4 separate regions of the Zea mays genome follow, and all the other regions are linked to region 2. Evidence: chromatin contacts called from public Hi-C data. All regions are on one chromosome and are shown on one strand. Each heading gives the region's core, a stretch centred on a gene start, on an enhancer-like site or on the middle of the called end of the contact. The rest is flanking DNA. Distances are from core to core; before and after follow the strand shown. Region 1 holds the start of LOC103647704 (pre-mRNA-splicing factor ATP-dependent RNA helicase DEAH7). Region 2 holds the start of LOC103649249. Region 3 holds the start of LOC100192593. Region 4 holds the start of LOC100284220 (clathrin binding protein).

Region 1 (2,700 bases), core at 69-2,568, 430 kb before region 2:
TCCAAGCCAAGCACGCTTAGCTTGGAGGTTCTTTCGAGATAGGCTTCCAAAAAAGAAGATGCACCTTGTTGGTAATGGATACTCTATTAATTCTATTAAGCCTTGGGCCAAGAAATCACCATCGCAGGGGGCCAGGATATCACAATCCACCCCTCTTAGAAGACCGACGTCCTCGTCGGTCAACCATAATCTAGAAACCTTCCCTCTTAGTCAAGTCTGTGTGTCTAGTGTCGTCATATGCCATGACATGTGACCACTCTGGACCCACATGCGCCATGCGCCATATACCCGAACCCCCTAACCCACACACGCCCGTAAAACCGCGAGGGTCGGCTCTGATACCACTTGTAACACCCCGTCCAATCCTGAACCAGCGGTGCTTACTCCTTGCAACTCTCTAGGATCATATATCGTCCCCACAAACCAACACAGGTCTTTTATGCACACTTTGTCCTCACTCATGCGCACCCGAGAAAACTTCCCGGTCAGTTAAACATCCAAAATTGCTCCATGTCAAGCACACTTAATTTGGAGGTTCTTTAGGCTTCCGAAAAAGAAGATGCACCTTGTTGGTATGGATACTCTATTAATTCTATTAAGGCTTGAGCCAGGAAATCACCATCACAGGGGTCAGGATATCACACGGTTCTACTATGTCCAACAAGTAACTTTTTACATCAAGTGTATTCAGATTTCATTTTACCACCAACTGTTACTTGTTCAAATTCAAGACACACATCAGGTTTCAGCTTCCTTTTGCATCCAACTTGTACATCATCATCATTTAAGAATTAAGGCTACGTGTTATGTACCTTCTGATGGTGGAGCTTGAGCACTTGAAGATGGCATTGCATTTGCAGCAGCACTCGTCGGTGTAGGTGCACTTGAGGAACCTCCTGCAGCCACAGCACTTGTCTTTGAGGGAACTTGATGACTGCTCGGCCTCGGGGCACCTTGTGCTTGAGCGCCGGTTCCGCTCCTACCAGCATGCGCCATGGAAGGAGGCAAGGGACCTGCTGACCTGCACAGATTAAATTTATAAATTATAAGTGCTCACTGCTCAACCTGTCACATGTGCAAGGGACCTGCACAGCAAACTGCAAACGCACCTGCGAGACGTGGTCACGTGGCGGCCCTTGCCTGGAGCCCTGGACGCTGGCAGGTTGCGACTGCCGGTGGGGGGCGGCGGCGGATGGTGGGGGCGAGTGCCCTGGACGCTGGCAGGTTGCGGCGGCCGGTGGCGGGAGCAGGATCTCGCGGCCCTGGGGATGCGGCCGGTGGCAGGAGGCCGGGAGCAAGGATGCGCCGGTGGCGGGAGGCCAGGAGCAGGATGCGCCGATGGAGGCTGGAAGCAGGATGCGCCGGCGGAGGGAGTGGGGACTGGAAACGTGGGGTAGCCGGGTAGGTGGCGGCGGCCGGCGGCTAGGGTTGGAGAATGGATCGGCCGATCGGGTTTGCCGTTTGCCTCTTGTCCGGGTGCCGTACTGACACGGTTGTGTGGAGTGGAGGCAAGGCGGCAAGGCGCACATGGGGGCCCTGTACTACGGAAGCGAACGCACAATGTATGCATGCACTTGTGCTTGTGCCTTTTACGGTGAAAACGGTCTAAACACAAAATCATTTATGTTTTCATATTTTTATTTTAAAACGAAATAAAAACGATATCTTCGAAAATAAAAACGACATCAATAATTCAAAAACATCGAAAATTAAATTTGGTATGGAAAACACACCGGTTACAATCGAAGTATAAAATTCATAGATAAAAAACGTAATATGTATCCGCGGTTGACTTCGAAAATTCACAAAAGTCGTACATCCACATAAAATTTAATACTAATATAGAAATATTCAAAAAGTCATGAAAATTAATCACAAATACAAGTGCCATTGTATAAATACATATATTAGCAAGTCAACATAATTGATATTATTATGGTCCTTCAAGTCCTGATGTGAATTAGGATAACTGGATCATTTGATCTGGTCGTACATTTTTGCCATATTAATTTTGTACTCATTCAACAGGTAATAGATTTTTACGTATGTACCGAATTACATAAATATATGTACTATGTAGCATAATTAGTATCGGTATATATTATAAACTGGTCCTGACGAGCTTAAATGCATGGCTTTGGCCTTTCGTGTTGTTTTTTTATCCCTTACTAATACCGTTTTTGCATGGTACGCCACCGTGCCTCCTAAATCCATTTATTTCTAGAATGACTTAGAGAGTAAATTTCATGAGCATTTCTTTTCCCGAGAATATGAATTAGGTTTGTCTGATTCAGCCTTAGTCCGACATTGACGCGAAAAATCGGTTAAAGATTATATCTGGAGGTTTCAGGACACTAGAAACCGATATTTTCGAATCCATGTCGCATAAAAAGAGCCAACAGGACTGCCTTTTAGTGGGTTATTATTGTACTTAATAGACGAATTAGATGGCATTCAGTTCTTTTCAATAGCTCAGCTACACCAACGGATTTTGGCCTGTGAAAGTCGATTTAAAGAGATGCCAAAATCGACTGCCTATATTATACATCTTGTAGAGTGTGATAGTTTAGATTATGAATTCGCATATGTATATACTACTGACCTTGTTTGGCCAACGAAGGCCAACTCTTCTGCATGTTCTTTTTTACAACCAGTTCAAAAAAATGGCAAGAAAAGGTTACATTTACTTTTAATGTTGCC
Region 2 (2,700 bases), core at 1-2,500:
ATTTCACACTTAATTCAGGGTCAATTTAGAGTTTCGTTCCAAGGCCACCCCAAATTGCACGCCACTTGTCACTGTTTACTCAGAATATTTGACAATTCTTCTCGCTCCACTCAAAGACACCCACCCACACTCTGGTTTACTCATCAGAATATTTGGCTTAAACAATAGATTTGCCGCGGCTTTTGCGCTCAGGCATTGAATACCGACACCATGTGCTCGCTCGCTAGTCAACAAAAGATTAGAGGCGCAGCGGCAATAGAAAGCGCGAGGAGGCCATGCGAAATTTCCTGGTGTAAAGCAAAGCGTGTGCCCCTAGCAGGCCATGTGGGAAAGGAGGAGCTGGACCCCGGCAAAGACGAGCATGTATTTTTAATATATATATATATCGAATATGAAAAGGACCAGAAATTGTCGTGCTGTCAGAGCAGATCGAAAGCCGAGCGGAGAAAAATTGGAGGAGAGAGAGAAAAAAAATATGAAAGCGACGCGGTCTGGCTGGCCGCTACGTGGACCTGGCGCATGCACCAGTGCACCGAACCCTAGATCTGTCTACTGTCCCGGAGGCTCTTTGGCGGCAAACGGGAAAGACTCAAATACGCGCTCCTTTTTGTTTTTTTTATCTATAACCACTCAAACAGTACAGGGAAGCAACCAAAGTGTAGCCTGGTGTTTGTTGAAATTCATACGTAGCGAAAAGAAGTGTTATGCGTAGAGAGGATGCCACCCGCGTGCTGGTCTTCTATAGTTAACGTGCTGTGCAAATTCTACATTTGGTTATTTAATTATAGGCACTCTTGAATTAGGGAAATTTTTTTACCAAGACAATGAATACCTGGATGTCAAAGCGCATCCTTAAGTTTGACCAAGGGAAGCAACAATCTAGATTAACATGGAAAAAGAACAATCATTCCAACATGAAACCTGAGAGTGGTTCTAAGATTAAGAGAACATTGCAAGCTCAAAACCTGAGTGGTTTGTGTGGAACGCTGAAGCACAAGAAACGTGTACAAATCTCAAAATGTATCTAATCATTTAATAGCACGTACATTGTGTAGCTAGTGTATTTATGTATTTTTTTTATCAAAACCTTTTGCTCTTTAAGATGTTTATCAGTACTCCGTCGACAAAGCTCTGGCAGAAGTTATACGCTAATTCAATTCTGATGTACCAGCAGCAGTCGGCAATAATCTCACCCTTCCATGGACCAAGCTCATCGTCCTCCCGGAGGAGAGAGAAAGAGAGCAGCAAAAGTAGACTGATAGCCGTAGTGGTTGGTGCAAGTCGCTAGGAGAGAGAAGAGATAGGGATAGGAAGAGAGAGTGTGTGGAAGCTAGGGAAGAGAGAGAGAGGGAGGGGAGATGCACACGCAGAGACGCAAGCGATAGAATTGCTAAACAAACAAAAAAAAAAAGGCGAGCAAGAGAGAGAGAGAGAAGGCAGGCGAACCAAACCCCAAGGAGGCCAAGACGCGGACGGCAGCAGGCAGGCAGCCATGCCGCGGTCGCCGTCACCATCGCCGTCGCCATCCCCATCGCCGGAGAGGCGCCAGAACCAGCACCAGCCCGCGCGCCGGAGGGCCGCCGCCGCCTCGTCCCAGATGCTGCTGCTCCACCACCACCACCGCGGCGGCGGCGGCCGCTCGCCGTCGCCGCCGCCCCGCCGCTCGCTCCGCCCGCGCCGCGCCGCCGCCCCCTCCTCCCGCCCGCTCGTCGACGACTTCTTCCCCTTCCCCTCCTCGCCGTCCTCCTCACCCTCTCGCCCCCGCCAGCGGGGGCTGTCGCCGGAGCCGTCCAGCTCCGACTCCGGATGCGACGGTGGCGCCGCCGGCTCCTCGGTCTCCGACCGGCGCCGGCGCAAGCTCAAGCTCGTCGTCAAGCTCTCTCAGCTGCCCCCGGACCAGAATCACCGCCGGGCCCCACTCCCCCCACAGTACTCTGACGGCTCCGACGGGGCTGATGACCTGGCCGGGGACGGAAGCGGCGACGAGGAGCAGGTCAAGCCGCCCAAGAAGCGCCGGATCGAGCCGCGCGCCGACAGATCTCGCCATCGCGAGGTGGGCCATGCCCCCCTGATAAGCCGCCAGCCTTGCCTTTGCTTCACCGCGCAGCTGCTCGCTAACGCTAGATCTGCGCTTCTTCCAGGTTGTTGCTGGTGGTAGGAGCGACCCCGCGAGCGCGCCGCGGACGAAGCGGTCTTCGGTGCCAGGTCCGATTTGCTTTCCGCTTGCTCGGCCTCTGCTTGTTCGATGATTGATTTTTGAGCGCCTTTCTTCGTGGAAATCTTATTTGTTTTTTCCCGCTTGGTGGATTCAGGGACAGCGAGGACGACGCCACTGCCGGACCGGAAGGCGCTGGAGATGATTCTCGAGAAACTTCAAAAGTGCGTGTTTCACACATCTTTGTCGGAAACGCAAGATGGTATTTGTTGCATCAAGTTTTAATGAGCGCGATTTCTTCCCTTTTGCCACTGTTCTATTCCGCAGGAAGGATACATATGGAGTGTTTGCGGAGCCTGTGGATCCAGAGGAGGTAAGAGCCCCAAACCCATACTCATTTGCCATGTTTCTTGGAGTTGCCATTTTGTTTGGTAGGGAGCTGTTGAGTATTGATCGTGGTTATTGAATGGGACAGCTGCCTGATTACCACGATGTGATTGAGCACCCAATGGACTTCAGCACCGTCAGGAAGAAGCTTGCCAGGA
Region 3 (2,700 bases), core at 114-2,613, 300 kb before region 2:
GTGCACAGCATCCTCCTGTTTGGATGCTTCGGAAAGGAAAGCAGCTTAGAAGAAATTAACAGCAAATAAAACAGTAGTCGTAGCTAGATAAAAACAAGTTTGCCGCCGAAAACAAACACATAAAAAAACGAGAAAACAGGGTGGGAGCTAGGCACGAGAGTCATTTTGGGCACGCATGCATTACACACACACAGGCACACACAGCGGATGTTGGGTGGCCTTGCTGCCATGCCTAGTAGCTGAGGCCTGAGGAGTGAGGGACGCCACAGTGTGCCTCGTCAGTCACTGCCAAAACCCGGCCGGTTCTCTGCGCACCCACCACCAACACGAACACGATCGTGGGCCTGCCGCGGCTTTTTCATCGCCGCGAATGATGGGGGTGGAGGAGACGCGGCCCAACCGGGCCACCGCCTCAGAAGGTGGGTCGCAGTCGCAGCAGCTTCCGCCTGGGCCCCTGCATGCACCGTACCGGTCAGCATGCATGCGATGCGCGCCGCCGGCGCCCCCTCCCCTGCTCTCCTGCTAGACAGTCACTCTTGACTAGCGTCCCAAGACGCCCACGGCGAGTCGGCGACTGAACAAAACAAAGGCACAGCGCCAGCATCAATTACCGGGCGACGATGACACTGAAACTGACATGTCGTCCCAGGGCGGAGCCGACATGGCGACATGTCACACAATCCCCTCCGCCCGGCGCCTTACTCATCGGCCCCGCCCACTAGAAGCGGTCGCGCTCAGCTCAGGCAGTCAGGCCTCGTATTCCCCGGAGATTCTCGGGTCACTAGCGCCTCACCCATCCATCCACAGCCGCTGCTTCTGCTGCTGCCACCGCATGATCGACAGAGCATGGCCTCCCACTAGTGGTAGTGGATGTATATGAAGTAGTAGTACAGGTACAAGTGCCTCGTCAGTCAGCCCACGGATTTTGGTGCATTTGAAGGGTTAATGTTTGTCAGAAATTTTATCTTTTTTAGCTGATAGAGTAAGATAAATTTTACCATAAAATAAAATTTTATGTATAGATGAACTTAGCTGAGATGTATATTATTTTTTTCAGATATTTTCAAAAAAAAAAATAGTAGATTTACACATGATTTGTACCAAAAACGTATTTGCATTCGATATGCTCCCAATAAATATGGCCTAAATAGCAGTAGCGTGTAGTCGTGTATAACAGAACCATCAGACCAGTGCGGCAAACGATTTTGCATACATACACCAGACACCACAGTAGTCACCCTCAAACCATTCACTCAGGGTAAGCACTACGAACCTGCAGGCCGGCCACAGTAAGCAATCTCAAACATTATCCATCCTGTACTACTCCAAAAAAAAAAAAACCGATGCGGGCAGAGTCGCCTGACACAAACATTTTAGGATCGCGCGTCGGCCAGGAAGCAATCAACGGGGAAAGCGCAGGGGCGAAGCCTGACACAGGCAAACACCACGAAACTGAGAGTGGGTCGACCGTGGCGCGCGGACCTGGTGCTGCCGATACACGCCGGGGACATCGAGCGCCTCTGCAGTCGTACAAGCAGGCCAACCAAGCAGCTCTGCAGTCGAGACATGAAGCGAGCCGTCTCCGCTCTCTGGGCGCGCCGCGCCGTCCGCCAAGCCTACCTCTACACCCCCACCGCCGCCACCGCCACCTCGTCGTCGCCTGAGTTTGGGGCGTCCACATCAGAGGCGTGGGACGGGCGTTTCCGGCTCCACAAGCCGCGCGGGCAGCACCTGCTCACCAACCCGCGCGTCCTCGACGCCATCGCGCGCCACGCCGCCATCAGTCCAGGCGACGCCGTCCTCGAGGTCGGGCCCGGCACGGGCAACCTCACCGCGCGCCTCCTCGCGTCCCAGGCGGCGCGCGTCACCGCCGTCGAGATCGACCCGCGCATGGTCGAGGCCGTCACCGCGCGCGCCGCTGCTCTCGGCCTCGCGCACAAGTTCAAGGTCCGCCCGCCCGCCCGCCACTCGCTCGACAGAATGTCTAAAAGGAAAAGCTTGCTGACTGAGAACGACGGTTCCCCCTCCCTCGTGTTCGGCAGGTGATTGCGGGCGACGCCGTGGAGGTAGAGTTCCCGGAGTTCGACGTCTGCGTGGCCAACATCCCCTACGGCATCTCCTCGCCGCTGATCGCCAAGCTGCTGTTCGGCCCCTACCGGTTCCGGACGGCGACGCTGCTGCTCCAGAAGGAGTTCGCGCGGCGGCTCGTGGCCGCGCCGGGCGACGGGGAGTACAACCGGTTGGCGGCCAACGTGCGCCTGGTCGCCGACGTCAGGCTGCTCATGGACGTGAGCAAGAGGGACTTCGTGCCCATGCCCCGGGTGGACTCGTCCCTCGTCGAGATCCGGCCGCGGGGCACCGTGCCAGGGGTCGACGTCAGCGAGTGGCTGGCGTTCACGCGCGTGTGTTTCGGGCAGAAGAACAAGACCCTCGCCGCCATCTTCAAGCAGAAGAGGATGGTCGTTGAGCTGTTGCGCCGGTCGCTGAGAACGGAGAGATGTGCCGGTGGTGTCAGCCTAGGTCCGCTTGAGGTCGACGACAGTGGAGAAGATGACTGTGGGGGAAACGACGATGGCAGCAACAGAGTGGTTGGTTTCAGCGAGGAAGAGGTCGCGGCGTTCAAGGAGAAGGTTGCTGGAGCGTTGGACACCGCCGAGCTCGCCGGCAAGAGGCCATCGAAGGTGTCCAACGACGAGCTGA
Region 4 (2,700 bases), core at 142-2,641, 410 kb before region 2:
GAATTGCTTTATAACAGCCTGAAAAAAAATCACAAATGTAAGCAAGGAAATGATTGACCTCAAAGCACTAGTGAACATTGCAACCACAAATTTGTTGTTTCAAAACAGTAGCTGCCTACAAGGCTATAGCTGATATCATTTTAAAGTTCCCAGCGTCTCAATTTGTGGTATGATAGTTGTTGCCTCCACTGTGTGATACATACAGAAGAACTCAAGAATAAACAAAATATAATGAAGCTGTAGAATAACCTCTTTTGTCAGAATGTTTAAATTTTACATGCACGCCTTTAGGCAACTAGTATAAGATAGCAGGAAGCATGTACATTACTTGGCTTCTTGTAATTAAAAAACAAACAAACAAGCGTTGAAACTGCAAAAACGCAACAACAAAAAAGAGTACCTAGTCAATTCCATATATAGCAGCATAACAGCTTATCCATAAAGATCATCATGGAAGTAATTAAAGATGGACAACAAATAATAGTATAGTAGGTAGACATATTATTGCAGAACACAATTGTCCAAGCACAACAGAGTCCAAAAAAGTGAGATACCAAATGCTAACTTGTAGAAGGAACACATCTCACATGTAAATACATAGACACCCAATTTGTCCTTACAGCGCTTCCATCAGGTATGGACCCATGCTGTGCCACAAGTATCAATTAATACTGTGCCACCGCTGTCACTAGAAGCACAAATCCATGCCTCTGCTCCAAACACAAAACCTTATGGTAACTAATTTTCCGCAGCCATGGAATCAATGAACTGCAACGTCCGCTTGACACTAGAGCTATAATGATTAATAAACAATTCACATTCCAAATTAGCAAGCTACAACAGAACACAAAAAGATATAGTGCATCCTAAAAAAACAGGTCTCTCCGACCCCCAGGGCTCGCAGATCCACGCGGTACAAGAAATGCAAATTCGCGTTGGAACCCTGAGATCCAGCTACATGACAACCCCGAGACCCCCTAAACCGGGAAAGCAATCTCTCAGGCACATCCCGGCGGCAGCCTCGCGTGACATTGAGCAACCAAACACCGCCCAAATCATGCACATTTTGTACAGAACCGAGATGCGCGGGACGAAGAATATCAGATGTCAGAGAGCGGGATCCGGAGGAACCTGCTGCTGCTTGGCGACCTGCTCCTTGAACTTGCTCGCCTGCTTCCTCAGCGCCTCCATCCCTTGGCAGCTCTTCTCGCCCGGACACGCGCGCGCGCGCACGAGCCGGAAGCCGCCGTGGCGCCGTCGCTACGCTACCCAGAGACGAACGGCGGCACAGCACAGGCACCAACCAAACACGCTGCCCGTTCCAAAACAATCACGGACGGCCAGCCAGCCATCGTTCGTCGCCCACTCCCGGCCCACGAAAGCCCAGCCCGTGCTAACGACTAGGAAAAGACACATTTAGAGATGGCAATAGGTACCCGCTACCCGAAACCCGGTGGATTTTTGCTCTATTAGGGCTAGTTTGGGAGCCTCAAACCCGAAGGGAATTGGAGGGGCTAAAATCTTCTCCTTATTCAATTTTGAATAAGAAGGGAATTTTAGCCCCTTGAATCCCCTCCGGGTTTTGGACTTCCAAACTGGCCCTTAGGGTATGGGTTTGGGTCAATTTCTCTATCCATGGGTTTGTTAATGGGTTCAAATGGAAACCCAACGGGTACGTGGGCATGGATTTGTTCTTCCACTACCCATACCCGCAAACACATGGGTTTTTAAAACCCGCCTTAAAATCAACATTCCTTATAAATATGTCTCAAAATATTATTAATTGAATATGTTCTAATTGAAATAAACTTCATGTAATAAATTTTAGGCTAAAATTAGTTATCATTTGTTCCTTTTATGCTAGCTTATTAATGTATTGATTGTCATTTACATGCTGAATTATTTTTTATGTTGATGTTAGTGGGTATGGGAAACCCGTTGGGTACCCGAAACCCGCATGGGTATGGGTTTGGGCAAAATTTTATACCTGTCATGGGTATGGGTTTTTTAGCGGGCGTATTTTTTCTTCGTGGGTATGAGTTTGGGCAAGTAATACCCAGCGGTTTTTACCCATTGCCATCTCTAGACACATTGGTCCTGAACGAGTGGCCCCACGAGGTCCGCCGCTCCTCAGCAAGCCAGAGCCAGCAGCGATCCCCGGCTGACAGTGTCTCACACACAAGCGCGAGAGCAAATTTCCTTATCTTTAAAGCCGGACGGAAACGACGTCTATAACGTTGTCCACGTCGGCTCAAATATTTCTAGACGTCGGATTTCTAATCAACGGCTATATCATGACGACACAGTCTTGCCTTGGACGCATCCTTCTGGTCGGTACTACGTCTCGTCGCCTCCTTTCGCCCCAGCGCTGCAGGTCGTCATGGTCCTCGCTCCCCGCCGTCGCTAGGGGTGCCGCGCGCGCGTCGAGGCCGAGCTCTCCGGGATCTGCGCGGGGATCCTACGCCTCCTCGACGAGCGCCTCGTGCCGGCGGCGGCGACCGTGGACGCCAGGGTCTTCTACCTCAAGATGAAGGGGGACTACCACCGCTACCTCGCTGAGTTCAAGACCGGCGCCAAGCGCAAGGACGCCGCGGACTCCACGCTCGCCGCCTACCAGGCTGCACAGGTAGCAGTTCGGCAGGCAGTCATGGATTGTCTCTCTCCTCTCGCTAAACGAGACTTGTCTTATCTTAATTATTA

What was found. Hi-C and Micro-C count contacts between places; a contact is called where the count stands out from the background.
Region 1: a contact with region 2 is called in a Hi-C map of ear, with 2.2 times the contacts expected there. The contact joins the promoter of LOC103647704 here to the promoter of LOC103649249 in region 2. A contact is called at or near these places in 2 of 25 Hi-C or Micro-C datasets (ear and tassel).
Region 3: a contact with region 2 is called in a Hi-C map of leaf, with 7 times the contacts expected there. The contact joins the promoter of LOC100192593 here to the promoter of LOC103649249 in region 2. A contact is called at or near these places in 3 of 25 Hi-C or Micro-C datasets (ear, leaf and tassel).
Region 4: a Hi-C map of ear shows a contact between it and region 2, with 2.6 times the contacts expected there. The contact joins the promoter of LOC100284220 here to the promoter of LOC103649249 in region 2. A contact is called at or near these places in 3 of 25 Hi-C or Micro-C datasets (ear, leaf and tassel).

What each region holds. Positions count from the first base shown.
Region 1 is chr2:208,944,716-208,947,415 of Zm-B73-REFERENCE-NAM-5.0, forward strand. It overlaps LOC103647704 (pre-mRNA-splicing factor ATP-dependent RNA helicase DEAH7), which reads right to left and starts at 1,319. Exons shown (of 16, transcript NM_001361368.1): 1 at 1,110-1,319; 2 at 813-1,021. The coding sequence starts at 996.
Region 2 is chr2:209,371,864-209,374,563 of Zm-B73-REFERENCE-NAM-5.0, forward strand. LOC103649249 reads left to right here and starts at 1,251. Exons shown (of 9, transcript XM_020548573.3): 1 at 1,251-2,053; 2 at 2,142-2,205; 3 at 2,313-2,379; 4 at 2,483-2,528; 5 at 2,631-2,700. The coding sequence starts at 1,493.
Region 3 is chr2:209,069,690-209,072,389 of Zm-B73-REFERENCE-NAM-5.0, forward strand. LOC100192593 reads left to right here and starts at 1,364. Exons shown (of 2, transcript NM_001350133.1): 1 at 1,364-1,947; 2 at 2,043-2,700. The coding sequence starts at 1,567.
Region 4 is chr2:208,962,144-208,964,843 of Zm-B73-REFERENCE-NAM-5.0, forward strand. LOC100284220 (clathrin binding protein) reads right to left here and starts at 1,392. Exons shown (of 10, transcript NM_001157115.1): 1 at 1,132-1,392; 2 at 1-18. The coding sequence starts at 1,191. LOC103649247 (14-3-3-like protein GF14-A) reads left to right here and starts at 2,295. Exons shown (of 5, transcript XM_008673560.1): 1 at 2,295-2,330; 2 at 2,408-2,626. The coding sequence starts at 2,295.